Regions from separate parts of the Sus scrofa genome. Here region 2 is linked to region 1. The links are chromatin contacts, called in public HiChIP or PLAC-seq maps. All regions are on one chromosome and are shown on one strand. The core of a region is the stretch at or near the end of the contact, and the rest is flanking DNA. Distances in the headings are between cores, read along the strand shown. Region 1 overlaps GRK5 (G protein-coupled receptor kinase 5). Region 2 overlaps RGS10 (regulator of G-protein signaling 10).

Region 1 (7,733 bases), core at 3,616-6,115:
AAATATTATTCGTAAGATATTCTGCAGGGTTCTTTTTTTTTTTTTCTTCCCATGCTAAGTGTTCAAAATCCAATGTGTATTTTAACATCTCAGTTTGGACCAGCCACGTCTCAAGTGCTCAAAAGCTACCTGTGTCTGGTGGTTTCTGTGCTGGGCCTTGCAAGCTCCGGACCGCTCTGCTAGTCTGTGAATGACCCTTAGGTGCTCTCACCAGGTGGGGGTGAGGAAGCGTGAGGGTCAGAGGGAATATCAGAGGCCACAGCAGCCCAGCCGTGTGCACTGGGTCTCTCCCCCTGAGTGGGAGCCGGGTGAAAGCTGCCACCTCGCAAAGGGATGTCGGCGAGAGGCTGTCCCTGAGAACGAAGCATCTCACCTGCCCTCCGGGCTGGGGCCTGGGAGGACACCCTGAGCTTCCAGCCCTGAGCTGGGGGGAGGCCTTGCCAGTCTGCGTGGGGATCTGGCTCTGAGCCGTGTTGCTTTTGGCCAAAGGCAGTTGCAAAATTCCCAGAGCTCAGAACAGGTACGATGTGTTCTTCGGAAAAGGTTACGAGCTTTCAGACATAACAGAGGTTCTGAGTATACAAATAGAGGACGTCTGAGGGCCGGTGTCAGGAGTGAAGTCATCAGACCAGGACATCACAGGGTCCGTGTGGGCTGACGCATTAGGGCACCTTAGGCTTGGAGGAGGCCTGCGGGGGAGGGACTAGAAATTCCAGGCCTGGGGGGGCAGGGGGGTCTCAGTGGAAAGGGGTAGTAATGCACTAGTGTTTTCGCAAATAGGTCTTGAATGAAAGGAGTTAAAACTGTCTCTTATAACGTTTCCTGGACAAGTCCTAAGGTTCAGTGGAGGAGGGTGGGTGGTAAGAAGCGCCCCCCCCCCGCCCCCTGTCTCCATTCCTGGCTTGGGGGCAGAGGGCAGAGGCATCTCTGGCCAGTCTCCTCTTAGACAAGGTTTCTGAAAAGTTTTCTGCATTGGGGTTGGAACGGTTGACTGGCCAGAGGAAGCATTCCGTTATGATGACTTGATTTATGCCACTGGGGACACTTTATACCGAGGCCCATCCACCAGCCCAGTAATACTTTGGTCCAAAGATCCAGCAAGGAAGGTGGATGCTGGGCTGAGAGGGCCTGGGGAGCAACTGAATAGCCAGGCCTATGGGGGCCATGGCAAAGTTCTTAAAATCCTACCCTGTGATACAGAAACAGGACTAGGGTGCCTGGGAAGAGAAGCAGTGTTGGGCAAAATATTTGAGCGCTAAGAAAACCCAACAGCCAGTTGATAAGGCTCCCTCCCCTGAGGCAGGAGTGGAGGAGCAGGGAGCTGCTGGGGCTGGGCCACAACTGGGAGGTAGTTCCCTCAACAGCCCTGCGGCCGAGTTCAAGTGCTTAGTCCTCAGCTTCCTGGCAGCAAGTCCTTGTGCAACACTGTCTCAGCTTCCCTGACTGCAAAATGGGTCTGATAACCCCTACTTTCCCTGCAAGTTCAACTTAGACACTGTACACTATAAAGGAGAAGCACTTTATAGGGCAAAACACTCCAGAAATCAGGGGTTATTATTTTTATTGACTGTACTGTGATTATTTTCTTTTTATTCATCCCATGGCCTTAAGGTATCATGTTGTTGTTTCATCTGGATTTTTAAAAATTTGTCTTGAGAATAACTTCAGATGTCGTCAGATATGGAGAGGACCATATACTGAAGCCTCTGTGCTTTTCAGCCCGCTTCAGCAATTCTTATTATTTCATCAGGGCAATTTTGAGCTCACTTAATAATTTCTCTCATTAATTGAGTTCCCAAAGTGTTTTAAGTCCTTTGAAGTACAATCTGCCCCCTTGTGGGAAAAAGAGTTTGTTTGTATATTAGGTTTTTTTGACTGACATGCTTGCTGCAACCTGTGATTGGCCTTTGAGCAGTTTTAATCCTTCAGTGGACCGGGTGGTCTTACGTGTGTGGCCTCTGTGGCCCCCTCGCCCTTCCTTAAGCCCTGAAGGCAGGATCAGTTCTCTCAGGAGTCTGTGGGCCTCAGTGGACTCTGCTTTTCAACTCGCTGTAATTTGAAGGGAAAAGGCTGTTGTGGAGTTTAAATGATTATTTACACGAGAAACCTGGGAGTGGCTGCAGGGGTTTCAAGGGAGCCAGGAAGTCTGTTGTCTCTGCTCGCATTAGCCTGCCAGGCAGGTGCCCCCTGGAAGTGGTCACTTTGGGGGACGGTCACCATTCCTTTGCCTGGGTGTGGCGGTTTCACTAGGAAAGCTGGGGAGGTGCGGAGTCAGGGGCGAAGGCCCATTGGGCTTCCTTTGGTCTGTTTCTACTCAAAGCTGCTGTATATAGTTCCAGCTTCGACTCTGGCGGTGGTGAGGGTCTGATGTCAACTCCAAGAGATATCATGTGTGTCCAGCTCACTCATCTGTCCCTTGTGCCTAGAATGGTGTGTGGCACATAGTAAGTGCTCAACACATTTCTGTTGAAGACCAGGGGAAGGGAGGGAAGGAAGGAAGGAAGGGGGGAAGGAGAAGCTACATCCGTCCATCTCCTGTTAATCGTCACTATGTTTTCATTTCAGGACAAAAATGGCATTAGAAAGTCCCCAACGGGAGTTCCCGTCGTGGCGCAGTGGTTAACGAATCCGACTAGGAACCATGAGGTTGCGGGTTCGGTCCTGCCCTTGCTCAGTGGGTTAATGATCCGGCGTTGCCGTGAGCTGTGGTGTAGGTTGCAGACACGGCTCGGATCCCGCATTGCTGTGGCTCTGGCGTAGACCGGTGGCTACAGCTCCGATTCAACCCTAGCCTGGGAACCTCCATATGCCACGGGAGCGGCCCAAGAAATAGCAACAACAACAAAAGACAAAAGACAAAAAAAAAAAAAAAAAAAGAAAGTCCCCAAGGAAAAAATGCCTGTTTCCTCTGGCATTAGAATACCTTGTCTACTTTTTGTAGAAATTGTATTCCAATTCCAGGCTTAGCTCCGATGACATTTCATCTTGTGTTTATTTATTTATTTCTTCTTTTTAGGGCTACATCCGTGGCATATGGAAGTTCCCCAGCTAGGGGTTGAACTGGGGCCGCAGCCTCCAGCCTACGCCACAGCCACAGCAGCGCCAGATCCGAGCTACATCCGTGACCTACACCACAGCTCACGGCAATGCCAGATCCTTAATCCACTGAGCAAGGCCAGGGATTGAACCCATATCGTCATGGCTACTAGTCAGATTCTTAATCCACTGAGCCACAACAGGAACTCTGACTTTTCATCCTTTAAAATGTTTCGAACCTTCTCTGACAAAATCCATGGTCACCTCCCCTGTCTCCAAGACTTCTGTCCATCCCTCTGTAGAGTCCAGATCGGGGGAGGGTCATTCTCTGCTTTCCCAAGTGCCCATGGCAAGCTGGTCACTGGGAGGGTGGCACTGTCACGTCCATGTCACCGTAGACGACCCAGGTTCAGAGAGGCGAAGTGATTGGTCCAGGTAGACACAGCTAGTGAATAGGGAGCCTTAGGTCCAAACTGAGCCTTGTCTGATTCCAAAACCCTGCATGGAGCTCAGGCTGCTCCTGGGTGCATCCGAATCCTAGGCTTTTGGCTCCCCCTCGGGGGCTCCCCTTCTAGGCTGGGTGGTCCTCATACGTGGGACCGGAGCACTCCCAGGGTTGGACTCTGGCAGCGTGTGTACCTCCTATGAGGGCACGATGCTGGCTGGCCACACAGCACCCCATGTGCTGCTCCCCACCCTGACTGCCCGTAGAGCCCTCCATCCCCCGGGGTTTACGAGCCTCGAGGGCAGGGGCACGGCCCTCTCCAGTCCAGGCTGCTGGGGTTTGTCAGGAGGTCCGCCAGGTGGGGAAGGCAAAGGGAATGGGAGGGGCTCTGAGCGCTGAATGTCAGCTCTGTCTTGCTAGTTGTAGTTACGTGTCTGTTGCATGGTCTAAGCACATAGTAGGTGCTTAATAAACACATTAACTGCATGAGTCACCTCTGAGCCCTGCTTCCTGACCTTCCCCAGACTGGCTTTATTGTGGGTTCTTGAGCTACTGCTGAGCATGGATGAGCCAGGCTGAGGGGCCACCCAGTGTGACCCTGTCCCCTGAGTGGACAGTAACTCCACCAGCTCTTACTGGTGTCACTGCTGCTGCCTGCCTGGAGTGTGTCCCCACACCCTGGCCCCATCAGATAAGGTCCTTCTGCGCTGACCTGCCTGTGGGGCCCTTCTTCTCACCTGCTCACTCAGTTTCTCATCTCCTGGACACTCGTGTCCTGAGCGGCCAGCAGGAGGGGGACACAGTGTCCAATACCCTAACCCCTGGTCTCAGGCGTGCCCTTGAACTTTCCTTTAAACAGCTCTCTGACCCCCAGCGGCACTTCAGGTCACATTCCCAGAAAGCCTGCAGATGAGGGCCGAGTCTGTTTATTTTCCAAGATTTCAAAAAACATGCCTTCCCCGCCCCACCCGCCTCTGACCTCAAACAAAACTTTTTTCTCTGCAACACTTGTATTTTTAACTTCATGAGAAAATATGGTAAGGGAGCATATTTTATTTTCAGAACTGTCATTTTAAAAGAGATTTTTAATTAAAAAAAAGACTTTGAGGGGTGGGAAGAATACTGTGGTCTCTTTGTTTTGGTTTGTGCTATGGGGGCTGCCACCTAGAACCCTCTTCTGCCCAAGTCATGTGTACGTGGCCCCTCCTCAGAGAGTCTGAGAGGTTTCTGCAGGTTGAACCTGGAGCTGTTTTGGTCATTGCTGCGATCAAGGATTTCTGAACGCCTTTTCCTCCCCTTCTGAAGACCTAGGACTGGACCTACTGAGGCCTGTAAACAGGCCTCTCCTTGGCAGGAGGAAGTGCTTAATGTCTTTGCTTTTGGGCGTGGTATTCTGGGCACAGTGTGGGGCAGGATGGGAGGCAGACCTGCCCTGCTTATGGCTTTCTCCTGTGGTTGGGGCGGGGCGGGCAAGGATGGCAGCAGCCTGCGGGCATTTTTATAGGCCCTGAATTCTCATCTGGTGGATGGAAGATCTGAGGCCCAGAGAGGGTAGGCGACTGGGCCATAGTCACACAGCCACGTGAATAGTGATGAGCAGAAGCCTGAAGAGAATGACTTCCTATGTCTTGGTCTTTGTGCTAGATGCCCCCGCTTCTTGAGTCTCCCCATGACCCAGCAGCAGTTTGTTGACTGAATTCCTGGAGGCAGTTTCATTAAGGTCCGGCTGAACTGTCTTTGGCCTGAGCGGGGTAGCCTAGGTAGGGTTCTCGTTTCCCATTTGTACAGCCGTGCTCTTTGTTCCGCGTTGATCAGGGCCAGGCCTGTCATATACCTACATTTTAGAGACCCTTTTAGAGTTTAAAACTGGTGGTTCCACAAGTACTTCTTAATGGAGAGGCTGCTTTGTGTTCAAGAAAAGTAGGAAAGCTGGTCACTGCTTGCCAGGAGGATTGCTTGGCAGGGGAGGGTGAATCATAAGAACCTCCAAGTGCTGAGCAGCTGCTGGAAGATGCCTCTATCCCCTTCTCTCCATCTCTGGCCCATATCACCTCTGTCCTTTGTTCTCACCTCTACGGCCACTATGCTGGTTCCAAGTCTCATTCTTTCTCTTTCCTGCATCTTTGCCATAGCCCCTGCAATACTTCCTGGTCTGGCCAACATCATGATGGCTCTGACACTTGCATCTGATCATGGCTTTCCTCCGGCAAACTGGCCCCAGTGTCTCCTGCCAGACTCCTGTCCCTTCCCAGCACCCCGTGATCCAGCCATTGCCAAGGACCCCTGACCCTCTGAAGCCTCTCTGCCTGGAATCGAATCTCACCTTTCTCTGCTTGCAGGACACCTGCTTGTTCTTGCAGGTCATGATGAAACATCCCTCTAGATTCCTTGGTTTGGTTCTTCCCCTCCTGTGCTCCTCCAGCCTTCTGTTCCTGTGGGTTCTGGAGCCCACTGTGTTGGGCAGAATCATCTGCTTCCTTACCTGTCTTGTCTCCTGGACTGGGCTCCCTAAGGAGGGGGCTTTTGTCCCTGTACTCCCAGCAGCAGCCCAGCGCAGTACAAGTCAAAGATGGAAGCACGTTGATTCAGTCAGTGCACCCAGGATGGAGCGGAGAGGATCATGGGAGAGCAGGAGGGACCGGAGAGGTGGTTCCTGGGATGAGCAGTGGGAGAGGCTTTGCGGGGAAAGGGGTGAGCCTGGAGTTGGCCCTTGAGGGTGACCCTGGTGGGGAGTGGACTTGGGGTGGGGGGTCTTCAGCAGTAGCAGCATCATGGTGGTGGCCACTGGAGCAGGTGGGCCACGCTGGGGGTAGGGGGTGGGGTGGTCGATGGGGTCTTTCTCCAGGACCTTCAGGTTTCCTGTGGCGTGATCTCTTCCACTTTCTGCAAGCTGGCCTCAGTAGCAAAGGAGTGTTCCTTGGGTTTCCAGAGGAACGCAAATCAGCAGGAGACTCCGTGAAATCTGTGCTGCCCTTTTAGCTATGCACCAAGGTAGGGGTTCAGCCTGGCATCCTTGGAAAAGCAGGCCTCTGGGCACAGGTTCCTTTCGGGATTACTTGTTCGGGTTTGGGATGGGTGGGTGGGAGGGTCCTGCCAGTGGCATTGGCTGTGACAGCGTGACCACAGCTGCCTCGGGCGCTGGTGGGTGCAGAGCTCTCTTCCCGGAGCCAGGAAGGAACTGTGTCCTCAGCCCTCCTCCTCGGCCTTCACGGTCGCCTGGTGCCTTTGCTCCGGGCTCATCCGCTCATTGTTTTTGGGCTGCTGCCTTAGGTGGGTGGCTATTTTGGGGGTCTTTCAGAGAATTCTAAAAAAATAAATAAGTGCCAAATGTAGTTCTTACCCCCAGGGAATAAGCACATTTGCAGTCCTACACCAATTTAAGGATGCCTTTTGCCAGCCAGGGCAGGGTAAGGCTCTCTAGTCCTATTGACTTCGTGGTTTCCAAAGCTCCCTTAATGACTTAATCTCAGTGACACTGAGCACTAGCTCTGGGTCAGGCCGTGCACTTAGCACCAGGGAGCATCGGCCTATGTCATCTTTCCGGCAGCCTCATGGGCAAGAATTGTCTCATTTTATAGGTAAAAAACTAAGGCCTAGAGAAGTTATGTACCACCTGTAGTTTAAGGCCAAAAGGCTAAGTGTGAGGCTCGCTTGCGCTCTTAAAGCCATCTCGTGAACAGGGAGGGAAAGTATTTTTATCTACCATTCAACACATGAGAAAATAGAGGCCCTGGAGTTCCCTGGTAGCTTGGAAGGTTAAGGACCCGGTGTTGTCATTTCTGTGGCTTGGGTCTCTGCTGTGACATGGGCTCCATCCCTGGCCTGGGGAACTTCCAAATGTCACAGGCACAGCTTTAAAAAAAAAAAAAAAAAAAAAAGAGGAAGAAAAAGAAAATAGAGACCTGAGAGTCATAGAGGCATATGCAGTGTGAACCCAGGCTCCTGACTGTGATGCAGCACGCCTGCCTCTGGCCACGCTCTTGGACTATTGATTGGCAGACAGATGCTGCTCTCCTGTGCGGTAGCTGTAAAGCCTTGAATACACGGTGCGCCTTCAGTGGAGCGGCAGCAGGGTACACAGTGTTCTAAGGAGTAAGGGACTCTTGTTTGGTCCACCCCTCCATCTTCCAGAGCACTGCCCATGGGCTGTCACTCCACGCCTCTGGAGGATGGGTGGCAGCAGGTCAGTTTATGTCGACCTGCCCTGTGTGGGGCGCAAGGCAGCTGCTCCCTTCTGCCCCTGGTGGTACAG
Region 2 (7,733 bases), core at 2,106-4,605, 200 kb after region 1:
GCCTAGACTGCAGACAAGCTATCATAACCACACAGATAAAGCCAGCTCGCGCTCCATTCCTCACTCAAGGATCAGCTGGGCAGCACAGAGGCTGCTGGGACTAGGCAGAGGGATGTTCCCATCCCGGAGTTGAAGACCCCCCTCCCCCTCTGGTGACAGGGAAATGGGGTGAGCCCCCCACACCCCAAGTGGGGAAGAAGGCCTGAGGGCAGCTGGCAGAGAGCAGGTGTGGAAAAGAAAGCTCAGGTCAGCGCTTCTCCCAAAGTACCAGGGAGGGCGACACAGAAGGTTCTGTCACCTGGACAGTGCTCCTGCTTCCTGGACAGGCCTCCAGAGGCCGACAACGTGCCAGAGTGGGATCAGAACTCCAGAAAGATGCTGAACATGCACAGAGACCCCTGCCTGGGGTGAAATCCCCTCACAGGCCCTCAAGTCTGGTGCTGTTGCATTGCAGGGGGTGGGGGTGGGGCTTCGTCCACCTGTTCCCAGAATCCTTAATATTAAAATTCAAAGCTGAAATGACATGCTTTCCATATGGGGTGAAGGTGTTTTATTTTTGCCTTTTGCCATCAGGGAGGGAATTCAATACTATTCTGGCATTCCTCCCCCACGCCCTCTTCTTCCCCTAAACACTGTCTTAAAGTTGTGAAAAATAAAATAACTCTAAGCATTTCAAATGCTGTCCTTCCCGCCCCACCATCAGCCGGCAGAGAGCTGTGGCAGAGGCCGGGAGCCAGCGTTCCTTCCATTGGAATGAAAGCCCACGGGCTGCTCTTTCTGGCTTGGCCACTGGACCATGCCATTTTCCGGACTGGGCTTGGTCTTTGGGAGCAAAGGTCAGCTGGCACTAAGACTGAGGCGACCGGATCCCTGGCTCCAGCCACCACTGCAGACTTGGAGAAAGGGGACACCTAAACGACCCCCATAGACAGGGCAGCCCCTCCCCCACCTCTGGGTCCTCGCCAGCTGGTCCGCCCCTCTTACTGAGGTCTAAAAAGGAAGCGCTTCTCACTTCTTGGGTTCTGGGGAAATTCAAAGAAACGACAGTGCTAAAAAGGGGCCTGTGCATATGGTTCCTTTCTGTCAAGGATGTGGCTGGGAGCGCTGACATCTCACTGAAGTCTTTCAATTTTTTTTCTTTTAAACATCAGAGGTGGAGGACTTCCTTTTCCGTGGAGAAGGCCGCCTCCACTCTGCCCTCCCCAGACCAGACTTAGCATCGACCTCGAAGCCCGGGCGGCTTAGCGTCCTAGCAACACTCAAAATCCTCAGGAAGTGTAGACACCGGGGCCCCTAAGATTTCTGGAAGAAACCTGCGGCCTTCTCTTTCATGGTCTGAGAAAGCAATGACCTCAAGTTGCCATTTGCAATGACTTTGACTTCTGTCTTCTCCAATTTCCCTGCTGGTCCAGGGAACCCATCCTGCTAGGCTATGGAATTCAAACCAGAGGCTTTAGAGATAGAAAGGTGTGTGAACTGGGGCCCAGACACTTGTAGGAGCAGAATTCTGTTTTAAATCTTTCACATGGCACAACCTCAAGTCACTGAGCAGAGTTCAAGGTGTTCTATTTTCAAATACTCAGGGAAGGTTCTGGAAGGATATACAACATAAGGCAGAAAGTGAGAGGGAAGAGGCAGGAACTGGGTGGTGTTAGCTTTTCACTTCATGTAGTAATTTAACAATTAAAAAAACTTTAAGGCATGCCCTTGTGGAACAGTAACTTAACGATCCAGGCATTGTCACTGCAGAAGCTCAGGTCACTGCTGTGGTACAGGTTCAATCCCTGGCCCAGGGAATTTCCATGTGTTGCAGGCACAGCAAAAATGACAATTTTAAAAGTTAACTTGTCCAGAATGCTGGGTGGAGCAGTAACAGGATGTGCTCATGGCTAGTGCTGGTTTAGTGGGTTCCTGTGCTGGCCTTCCTCCCTGGAGTTCTAGCCGTGAGGGTGAATAGGACACATGTGTTCAGGCCACCAAGCTGACAGGGCCAGCACAGGCGGGCATTGCCATTTCTTGTACAAAAGAAAGGCATGTCAGGCTGCTGTGACTAATTTGACCCCTTCATGTTGTGGGTGCCTCTCAGCGCCTGAGTGACTGGAGGGAATGTTCTAGAATCAGCAAGGGCTGGTTGTATGGGAGATGAGAACTGAGGAAAGGAGGCGAAGGTGGGAAAAGAGAAGCCAGGGGAGAGCATTGGTTGGTCTTTAAATGCCAGAGACCACGCTGCTGTCCCAGGAGCCCCACGAGTGGTGGGGCAGGAAGGGTCCAGCTGAACCGGAAGCCCTGGGCTCAGGCTCCATTTCCCCTCCCAGCTCTGCGACCTCGGGCAGTCAGGTCACCTTCCTTCCCTCGAGGGAACTTTCTCTCGTAAACTGAGGTGTTGGGTCCCTCCTTCCCCAGACAACTTGAGAGTCAAATGAGACGCACACACAATGACATTGTGTAAACGAGGTTCAGTCCTACTGGTTTCCCAGGATTCACTAAAGTGTAGAAAACTGACATCTATCATTTGCTGCTTTTTTAAAAGGTAGGGCCTGGGGGCTCAGTGAAGCTAAGGCACGTGGACTATCTCGTTTTCAGAAGTCATTAAGCCAGGGTTCCTCAGCCTTGGCGCTACTGACATCTTGGACCAGATGCGTCTGTTGGGAGGGGGAGGGGGCGGTCCCGTGCACTGCAGGGTATTTAGCAGCATCCTGGCCTCTGCCCATTAGGTGCCAGGGGTAGCATTCCCACTCCAACTGTGACAACCAAAAATGGCTCCAGACACGGCCCAGGGTCCCCTAAGGAGCACAATCCACCCCCAGGTAAGAATGACTGCGTGAGGCCAAGGCACATCTTCCTGTGACATTCTAAAGGACAGGCACAGTTACCTCTTCTGGGGAGCTGACTGCACACCAGGCACCGCACTAAGTTAAGCACCTCACTGTGTTTCATCCTCATGACTGCCTCATTGTAACCTGAATTTCACAAATGAGGAAACTGAGGCTCAGAGAAGGACCACATCTTGCCTAAAGTTTGATAACCACTAAATTCTAAAGTCAAAGAAAAGAGAAAAAAATCAGGTCTAAGGAAACAAGGTTGCCATCAGGGGGTGATTTTTCTTAAACACAGGGGCATGGAAGGCTTGCGGGTGGCTCTGTGTGTAGCTTGGGGAGGCAGCAGAGTTTGCCAAAAGCCCCACGTTACTGATGAGGCCACAGAGGCCCCACCAGGAAACAGGATCCACGTGGGCCAGGATGGGAGGTCAAACTGAAACATCAGTTCCCACTTCCCCCTCCTGGCTGACCTGACATGCAGTGACAATGACAGTGCATCTGCATTGTCACTCAGCATCCAGGAAGTGATGGGCAGGGAGGGGTAGGGAAGGGGGAGGGGAGGCAGGCCATCTGGGTACAAATGATGAGCCATGGTCAGGAGACCGAGGGTTTGCAGCTGACTTTCTAGTAACTGAGATCACTCTGCATGCAGTCATCCATGTTCTCTGCCTGGCTGATGAATGACGGGCACAGCTGGAGCTGGGGATCAGAGCCAAGGTGCCCAGCTTTCAAGAGGTCCTTAGTCTAGCTGGCACATTTTATAAATAGCACAGGGTTGAAATTAAACTGGTTACCCCAGCCTCAGGGTCTAGCCCCAGCCAGTCCCTCCCAACTTAGCTTCTGTCACTTCCTTCCCTCACTCCACTCCAGCCACACAGACCTCCCCCGACACAGAGGGTGGATTCCAGCCCCAGGGCCTTTGCACCTGCCATTAGCTCTCCCTGAAAGGTCCTGCCCCTTCTCACCAGGCTCCCCTTGGCCGCTCAGATCTCAGCTGCCTCTTCAGGGGGCCCTCCCTGACCACTTGACCCGAAGTGGGCTCTTCCCAGGCACTCTTAGCCCATCACCTGTTGCATTCCTTTCCTGGCATTTACCTCCCTCCAGCCTCCTGGGTGGACAGGTGCTGCTTTCCTTGCTGCACACACAGTTCCTAGCACAGTCCCTGGCACAGAGCAGGCCCTCCATGGATACATACAGCGTAAAGGACTGAAAAAACAAGTCCACACAGCAGCAAACCAACCGAAACTGAACTGAGACCTCCCAGGGGAATTCTTCAGACAAAAAGCCACTGAAGAAACCAGCTCTCTGTAAGATCACCTCCCCCTTCCTGCTTCCTACAACTTCTGTCCCATAGCAGCCTTGGAGTCTAGGCTAAAGAAATGCCTCCAGTACTGCTCTCGCCTCTCCTGGGCTGGCCAGCTGGGCACACCGCTGGGCCACAGGAGCAGAGCTGAATTAAAGCAGAAGACAACCTCTCCAATTATGTATTTTCCAAGTAACAAAGCCCCCAAACTTAAGGGATCATTTTGGATGAAATTCCTTTTTTTTTTTTTTTTTTTTGTCTTTTTGCCATTTCTTGGGCCACTCCCGTGGCATATGGAGGTTCCCAGGCTAGGGGTCTATTCAGAGCTGTAGCTGCCAACCTACGCCAGAGCCACAGCAATGCGGGATCCGAGCCGCATCTGCAACCTACACCACAGCTCACGGCAACGCCAGATCGTTAACCCACTGAGCAAGGCCAGGGACCGAACCCGCAACCTCATGGTTCCTAGTCAGATTCGTTAACCACTGCGCCACGACGGGAACTCCATCGGATGAAATTCTTTTAAAACGTTTAACACTTTCGGCAGTGAATATGCTGGCCAAACTTTGTTTTTTGCTTGATACTTTGGGGTCATTACGATCACTAACTGCGTCACCACCCTGTAGCACAGGGATGCCCCTAGTGTGGTGTGTGGGGAGCTGTGGCCCCCACGCTTGGTGGTTCCCAATCACCGTGCTGTGGTTTCGTGTTTAGTATCATGTTTGTTTCCTCCCTGGCTGTTAGCCATGGCTTCTTGCTGCCCATTACTCCACAGCCTCTACCACCAGCACTTCAAACTGGCTGTGAACTGAAAAACCAAAACTGTCAGAACTGCGTGTAAACCAAGAGTCAACAGGACCTGAACGAAGACCTGAGACGCTCTCCTTTAGATGAGACTCGTGGATGTCAGATCATCTCATGTGAGGCTCAGGGAGGATTTTCCCGTCCTTCTAAGGTTCCAGCTGTGCCCCCAAATCCATGCTGCCCTATCAGCAGCCTCCAGGGCATGGAGTGCTGCCCGCTGTGGGGAGGAGCTGAGGCTCCCTGAGGTTTTCCTGGTGAGCCAGTGCTGAAAGCAGGCTGTTCAGACAACTTGGCGATAAAGCCAAGGGGTGCTTAACAAAGCCAAAGCTGCGGAGGAAGTCTTCAAGTTAATGTGCAGTCTTGTTCCAAACACACTCCCCTCAGCTTCACGCTCCTTCATTTAGGAAAACACGGCTTTCGCGGGAGCCTTTTGGGAGCAGAGACCCACAGACTGTGCTGAGCATCCGTTATGATAGTTATGAGCAATTCCCCCACCCCACGTTCCCCCCAACTCCGCCCCGAGGCAGAGTTTTCCAAAGCGAAACAGAACCCAGAAGCCCTTCCCAGGGACTTGCTATAGAATCAGCTCAGATTCCAAATATCTCGTCCCCACCCAGTTTCACCTCAGGAAGATAGCTCCTCTTCCCCCCTCAAATAAATGACTTTTAACAACAGGGTATAAAAGCACTTTTTTTTTTTTTTTTTTTTTTTTACAGAGTAGTTTGAACTCTTCTACCACACATGTTAGATGTGTGTGCACATGCATATTTGTAGAAAAAAGATGGAAAGCCTAGACATCAACAGGAATGGAATGAAACTGTTTTCATCTTTACATTTTGGTTTCCCAAGTTTCTTTTGCCAAGCCTGTATGATTTTTCCAGTTAAGTAGATAAGTTTTGGGGTCTGTTTTTTTGGGGCCGTACCCAGAGCGTGCAGAAGTTTCTGGGGCCTGGTATCAACCTCCACCACAGTAGTGACAGCACCAGCTCCTTTAACCGCTAGGCCACCAAGGAACCCCAACAAGTCTTTTTTAATAAAAATTATTTTTAAAATATTTTTGTCACTTTAAGGAAACATCCTCTGTCCCTTATTTCCTCCTTTTTATATAACACTAAACCTTCCACGTCTCAATCCAGTGAGGGTGCCCAGGTCACAGAGACCCAGCTGGCCTAACGGCAGGACAGCCAGGCCTTTGGATTTTGAGACGTGTCACAAGCCTTAACGGCAGGAGAGCCAGGTCCTCCGGAGCCCGTGGTCTTGCACATGGAATGGCAGGAGCCCGTCCCACTCCTCGCCACCCCAGGTGGCTTCTGCAGTCCCAGAAAAGAACCATATACAACCATGGCTTTCCAATCCCCCTGCTCCAGCAGATCTCAGGGGGCTTTGAGGAGCAGTGTGGGGCTGTCTTGGAGCCCAGGGCAGCTGCTCAGGCTGTGGGGGACACAGTGTAGTCTTTGAAAGCAGGCATGACAGCCACCAGCACTTCCTATACCAGCGGGACTTTGTGCTAACAAACCACTTGTGCCCTTGACCCCAGCTTTCCTCCCCATCAAAATGGGAATGCCACTGCTCACTGGAGTGTAAATGTGATAGTACAGATGCCAAGGGGGCCGGGCACAGAAGGGCACCTCTGAAAGGTAGATACTGCTCTTACTGAGAATACCTAGAACACAGGAGTGTCAGTGCAGTTCTCAGCCCTGGCTGCATGTCAAAGTGCCCTAAGAAGCCGGGGAGCAAATCAGAGGTCCAGGTAGGGTGGATCCCCGTGCGGTTACAGCCCAGGAACTGCCTTGAATCATTCCTCCCACTTCCCTTCCCCTCCACAAATCCATGTCCACAGCACCCCTCTCGCTGGCTCAAAATCACCACCTCCAGGAAGCCCTCAGCAAGTTTTCCATGTTAACTGGCGTCCATTCAACCCCCAAACTTGATTCAGAATTCATGCGGAATTTGCACTTGCCACCGTATCAATTGGAAAACAGTCCCCAGCTACTTCTCATACTTGTATTTGCTACCTGTCTTGTTTTCTATCTGTTGCTGAGCAAGTGAGGCCTGCTGGATGTTGGGATATGTCCTGGGCTCAGTGCCCACTCCAGGTGATCAAAAAACGCCAAACGATGCAATGGGCCAGTGGTTTCTTAATGTGTAGTCCTGGGACCTGCAGCATAAGAGTCACCTGGGAACTTGTTGGGAAGACAACATCTCGACCCACCTGGGAACCATCAAGCCTGCTGATTAACTCTGGGGCTGGAGTCCAGCCTCTGTTTTAACAAGCCCTCCAGAAGTTCCCTTCGTGGCTCCGCAGTTAACGAACCCAACTAGGATCCATGAGGATGTGGGTTCGATCCCTGGCCTCGCTCCATGGGTTAAGGATCCGGTGTTGTCATGAGCTGTGGTGTAGGTCACAGACACAGCTTGGATCCTGCGTGGCTGGGGCTGTGGTGTAGGTGGTGGCTGTAGCTCCATTTCGACCCCTAGCGTGGGAATCTCCATATGCCACGAGTGCAGCCCTAAAAAGTGCAAAAAACAAAACAAAACCCTCCAGGTGGCTCTGGGCTTGTTCATGTTGGAGGAGGGCTGAATTAAGCTAAGAGCTAGTCTCCACCTGTGTGCCAAATAAGGCCTTGGCTTCCCCAGTAAGAACAGGGCTGGCAGAAGGTTGAAATCTGCCAGTGTTCCATGCTCTGCAAGTGTGTACATACCATTTCCTAAGAACAGAGTATGCTATGAATAGTCACATTTGCAAATTCATGTCAAAAACAAAAACCTCTGCAGTACAATTTCATCCCTTTTGCCTATCTTACTTC

What was found. HiChIP or PLAC-seq counts read pairs in DNA pulled down with a chosen protein or histone mark.
Region 2: a contact with region 1 is called in an H3K27ac HiChIP or PLAC-seq map of alveolar macrophages. The contact joins two enhancer-like sites. A contact is called at or near these places in 1 of 47 Hi-C or Micro-C datasets (heart right ventricle) and 1 of 2 datasets of contacts at active chromatin or transcription factors (alveolar macrophages).

The regions. Positions count from the first base shown.
Region 1 is chr14:129,186,411-129,194,143 of Sscrofa11.1, forward strand. The region is part of intron 1 of GRK5 (G protein-coupled receptor kinase 5); the gene reads left to right. Among named protein-coding and RNA genes, the nearest start is that of GRK5, 76 kb to the left of the region's middle. Within about 2 kb of position 4,866, at least 15 of the 83 cell types and tissues checked have an H3K27ac peak or open chromatin away from gene starts, as enhancers often do. A contact at or near this core is called in alveolar macrophages, where this site is marked.
Region 2 is chr14:129,392,231-129,399,963 of Sscrofa11.1, forward strand. All of the region lies in intron 4 of RGS10 (regulator of G-protein signaling 10), which reads right to left. Among named protein-coding and RNA genes, the nearest start is that of RGS10, 28 kb to the right of the region's middle. Within about 2 kb of position 3,356, at least 22 of the 83 cell types and tissues checked have an H3K27ac peak or open chromatin away from gene starts, as enhancers often do. A contact at or near this core is called in alveolar macrophages, where this site is marked.